Linked DNA regions of Hordeum vulgare: region 1 is linked to region 2. A link is a contact called in public Hi-C data. All regions are on one chromosome and are shown on one strand. The core of a region is the stretch at or near the end of the contact, and the rest is flanking DNA. Distances in the headings are between cores, read along the strand shown.

Evidence for each region. Hi-C and Micro-C count contacts between places; a contact is called where the count stands out from the background.
Region 1: a contact with region 2 is called in a Hi-C map of seedling, with 5 times the contacts expected there. The contact joins the promoter of LOC123443478 here to the promoter of LOC123443476 in region 2. A contact is called at or near these places in 4 of 6 Hi-C or Micro-C datasets (leaf and seedling) and 1 of 1 datasets of contacts at active chromatin or transcription factors (embryo).

The regions. Positions count from the first base shown.
Region 1 is chr3H:191,462,372-191,465,071 of MorexV3_pseudomolecules_assembly, forward strand. LOC123443478 (26S proteasome non-ATPase regulatory subunit 14 homolog) reads left to right here and starts at 1,292. Exons shown (of 6, transcript XM_045119856.1): 1 at 1,292-1,541; 2 at 1,630-1,807. The coding sequence starts at 1,415.
Region 2 is chr3H:190,897,847-190,900,546 of MorexV3_pseudomolecules_assembly, forward strand. It overlaps LOC123443476, which reads right to left and starts at 1,370. Exons shown (of 12, transcript XM_045119854.1): 1 at 1,187-1,370; 2 at 1-118. The coding sequence starts at 100.

The DNA.
Region 1 (2,700 bases), core at 42-2,541, 560 kb after region 2:
TGGTCACGAATTAAAGGCGTGCGTCGGGGGCAGCTGATCCAACGGATGCAGGGCGGTCGGTCGAACCTAGCGTCGGTCCGCCGACGCCTAGCATCACCCTTTTTCAAGACTTTGGATTTCCAAAGGGGACTGCTATGCGTTCACGGGTTGATCCGCACGAAACACCTGCCACCTCGATGGTCGGGCGATGTACGCGCCCGCAGCCGTCCAATCTATCTCCTCGCACGCGGCTCACTCGCCTCCCCCGACCCATTAATTTCTGAAACAATGGTCGAGTTGTAGAAACAATCGCTTTGTTACAGAATAACTTTGAACCAATTAATTCTTGAAACAACGGTCGAGTTGCAGAAACAAGCGCTCTGTTGTAGATTAACTTTGCAACATAGATGAGGTTGCAGAAACCTTTGTAGTAGAGTTTATGTTGAAGAAAATTTGTTGCAACAAAGAGCATGTTGCGTTCTTTTTGAAAAGAAAGATCATGTTACATAAAAACTTTTGCAACAAAGAGCATGTTGCAGAATTTATTTGAAACAAAGATCATGTTACAGAATTTCTTTTGCAACAAGGATCATGTTGTAGAAATGTCCCTCGATTGCAGTAGCACTATCAACCTAGGACCAACGTCGTGCCGGCAACAACTCCCGTGGTGAGCAGGTGGCCGATGCATCTTGCTGCAGCGTCTGCCAGCCATGGATGCGGGTGCTCCACAACGTCGGCTCCCGCGGAGCGGGCTCCGGAGCGACATGCCTCACAGAGGCCGGTGGTGCAGTCCAACGGCTTCCAATACCCACATGGCCGACACCCAGCACCCAGCTTGCCGGCGCGTTCGTCCGATCTACAGTGGAGCTCTGCTTGGAAAGAGTGAAGAGATTGGGACGAGCAGTGGATAACGGAAGGATTAGGATGAATGACTCGATAAGAAAAGGTTCGATGTTTTAGAGACAAAGTGGGTCAGCGGACATATGTTGAGCATACGACGCGTCGATGTTTCACGAGATACATAGGTTGATCCAAAGACTTTTCTATTTCCAAATCTTGACAAAGGTTAATTCGCAAGAGGACATGTTTGTTTTTTCACAAAACAGCAAGCAGGAGATATTAAGAGACGTGACGAAATTTGAAAGGCCTTCAGGCCCAGCTTGGTCTATACTACGGCCCATGCAACAGACAGAGTTCGCCACGGAGTTCGCCACGGCAGCCCACTTCAAACCAGCCGGGCCACTCGGGTGTTAGCTAACCGCCTAACCCTAAAAAAAATAATAATCGGGTGTTAGCTTCGTGTACTCGAAGAAAGAAATCCAGGGATCCGGGTCGCAGTAGAAGCCGGAAGCAGCAGCCGCAGCGTAGAAAAAGACGCCGTCTTTCCCAAGCGCCCCCCTCCTCCAGGAACCAAATCGAACAACCGAGAGAAGCCATGGAGCGACTGCAGCGGATCTTCGGCGCCGGCGGGATGGGCCAGCCGCCGTCGGACTCGCCGCTGCTCGACTCCTCCGAGCAGGTCTACATCTCCTCCCTCGCCCTCCTTAAGATGCTCAAGCACGGTCAGTCCCGCAAGCTAGCTCCCCTTTGGCCCCGATCTACGCCCTTTACCTCTCCACGAATCTGGGGTTAACCGGTTCGAAATTACAGGGAGGGCCGGCGTGCCGATGGAGGTCATGGGCCTTATGCTCGGCGAGTTCGTCGACGACTACACGGTCCGGGTGGTCGACGTCTTCGCCATGCCGCAGAGCGGGACAGGGGTCAGTGTCGAGGCCGTCGACCACGTCTTCCAGACCAACATGCTCGACATGCTCAAGCAGACCGGCAGGTATGGCCGCCGATCCGGATCGTAGATCTGTTGGTCCTTGCGTTTTCCCTTCTCCCACGCCAGATTTGATGCACTTAGTTTGTTCATACTCGTTTATAAAGCTGAAAAGGATCGACCTCAACTTAATATGCCAATTGATTTACGCACCTGTGCCGATACTTTTTGTTCAGGCTTGTGTGGTTGATTTGCTACTAGTGCAAGATGTTAATTTGGGGAAGATAAGACCTTGTGGAGTATTATATACGACGATTTTGGATCATTGTGTGATGTATATTGTGGCTATATCTTTATTAAGTACTCCCTCCGTCCCAAAATTCTTGTCTTAGATTTGTCTAGATATGAATGTATCTAGTCACGCTTTAGTATATAGATACATTCATTTCTAAACAAACCTAAGACAAGAATTTTGGGACGGAGGGAGTACATATTAGTTGCTGTAGTTCCCATAAGCTTTTTGTGACTGTCGGTACTTTATTTGCTAATTACCCCATGCTTGATTTCCCAATTTCATTTGTTCAATGCTTTGACAATAACATATGGTTATACTTATTTAGAAAGATATGTTGGAGCACAGTTCATCACAAATTATCCTCGTCTAGTTAAAATTTCAAGGTTTCATCAGTGGTGATCCAGTGGAGTATCTGCCATTTGAATCCCCCTTTGTAATATAATTCTCACAGCCCTGTCATAGCTACCACTTTACCAGCTATAGGGTTTTATGACTTACATAGTGTAACATAATATACAGAAGAAGTGAATTGCTGAATATTGAGTGAACCAATCTGATAAGATATGCTTGAATCACTTTTGGAGAAAGACGTAAGTTTGTATTGTCTTAGCATCTAGCTGTAAATTAAGAAGAATTTCATCAAGAATTTTCCTGTAGTTAGAGG
Region 2 (2,700 bases), core at 120-2,619:
TTGTGCTGCACAGGCAGTACTTCAGATAGACTTTAGCCCATTCCGCGCAATGCGGAGCTGATGGGCAGCTCGGAGGAGGCGTTCCACTGAAGATACCCATTTGAGTGTGCGCTCAAACCTGAGGAATAATTGCACAAAATATGAGCGTCATAGAAAGGATGTGCTGTCAATTTGATCTTCTCATTTGAACAAGGAAATATTCTAGTGTAATTAGCAACTTCTTATTTCCGTTATGAAATAGTACCATATAGGCATATGTGAAGAAAATGCTTTCCATTTTTTACTTGAAATGCGTGAAGCAAAATTGAATAGTTGTCTAAATTTTAGCTCAAAATATGGGGGAGAGAAAACTGTTCCATCCCTAAAAAAAGAAACAGATGTGATGGAAGTTCAGAGACAACAGCTAAAAGAGAAGAATATAATAGAGAATAGTATGGAAAGAATATTCAAAAGTAAAAGGAAGAGGTTCTAAGAAAGATCGAGGAGAAGAGAGAAGATCCACTTCCCGCATGTTGCAGTTTGCTTTGTGTATAAGCATTTCAACATTACTGTAGAAAGCTGAATTAGAAAATGAACTGAATTTTGAAAAAATTATTGATAAGGACTTGAAGATACAGGTGGTCTTCATTCTCTTCTCCTATGTCCACACGAACCACCTACGCAAACAGCCAAAAACACGAACAAAATCGCTGTGTCCGTTCTTTCTCTCTCCGTCTCTCAGTTTATCTATTATCCCCATATTCTCCGCCGCCAACCAGAAAAATGCTGCGGATCCATAGTTCAAATAATCGCATCAAGAAACGTAAAAATTGAAAGACCCATCGGCGAGGCACGGGCACAGCCCAGTTCAATCGAGATACCGTCCCCTCTCGTCTCAAAATTGCATCGATTCGCCAGCGAATCCGCGTCCCCGTTCTAGCAGTCAAACGGCAACGCGTCTCCGCCACTAACAACCTTAAAAGCGCCGCAAGAAAGAAGAAGAAACCTAAAGCCGGCGCGACGTACAGGCAGGAAGAGGCAGACGGCTGAATCGGGAGTAGGGCTACTCAATCTCGTCAGACCGATGGACGCAGCCGCCAAGAAGCGAGCCCCGGCCGGAACACGGCATTGTCGGTGGACATTCACGAGGCGGCGGCACGATTTGAAGAGAAGGCGTCGCAAGGGAAGGAGGGGAGGTAGTTCGTACCAGAGTTGTTCGTCCTGTTGCCGAGGAAGCGAACGAGAGAGAGAGGGAGAGTTGGAGTTGGAGTTGGAGTTGGCGAGGCGAAGACGGGAATCGAAACCGAGAGGAGAGAGGCCGCGAGATTTTATCGCCCGCTCGCCCTCGCCGCCGCTTCTTGGCTGTGGTGTGGGTGGCTGGTTCTCGCGAGACCGGGATGCCTATTTTGGCGGGTTGCCACCGTGCCCTGCCGCGGCCGCGTGGCACCGCTCGCTCCGGCTCCGGCTCCCTGCTGGCCCGGGACTCGCGACTCGTGAGCCGTACGTTCGCAGGTTTTTTCCTTACTCTTGTCGAAACGGAAACGGAAACGGAAACGTGAAGTCGTCCACACGAGTTACAGCTACAACCTCGGTACCCCGGGCGCGTACGTCTCAATCATACTGACACGATCAAAACATTTTTTTAAGAAAAAAAGTTTTCTTAAGAAAATGATTATAATCATCTGACCGATTTTATGCCTCGCGTTAAGAGCCAATTACATACGGGCACTGCTAGGCGCCGGCGTGCCGGCCCGAGGGCTCGCGCCGGTCGCACAGCAACCGTCAGATCAGGGGCTCCCTGACCATCAGGTCTCGTCACGCGAGCCCCCACCGCCCGCCATCCTCGCACGCGCCGCCGCCCCAGCACGCGCCGACCGCGTCGTCTCGCCTCCTCACCGACCGCTCGCCGCCTCGGCTGCCCCGCGCTCCGGGACTCAGCTCGCCCCGACCGTTCGCTGCCCCCGCCGCTCGCCGACGCACTCGCAGCGCCGGCGCACTCGTCGCTGCTCATACACGTCGGTCTTCACCTCGTCGGTCGCATCTCACCCCCTTGTGTTGCAAACGCTGGAAAAAAAGTTTCAACCGTGTGTAGAAATGTTGGAATTATGCCCTAGAGGCAATGATAAATAAGTTATTATTATAACTCATGTATCAAGATAATCGTTTATTATCCATGCTATAATTGTATTGAATGAAGACTTAGATACTCATGTATCAAGATAATCGTCGGTCGCATCTCACCCCCTGTGTTGCAAACGCTGGAGAGAAAGTTTCAACCGTGTGTAGAAAAAGCTTCAACCGTTAAGAAAAACAGCTTCAACCAAAAACTTCAACGAGGGAAAGTTATAAACGTTGACAGAAAAAGCTTCAACCGTATATGAAAAAAGTTTCAAACGCCGCTCCGACTGCAGCATCTCGCGTGGTCACTCCTCAAAAAGTTTCAACCGTGTATAGAAAAGCTTCGACCGTTAAGAAAAAAAGCTTCAACCAAATACTTCAACGAGGAAAAGTATGATTTGCCTTGCAGCTTTTTATATGTATGGTTGCAGCTTTTTTAATCAACGGTTGAAGCTTTTTAAATAGTCGTTTCAGCAATTTTTGGTGACGTTTGTAACACTTGTATACGTGCGCCCCGGCCATGGCGGGCACACGACGAGGACGACGGCGAAGGCTGGATCCGGCGAAGCGGACGGTCGACGGTGGCGGGAATTGGCGATTCGG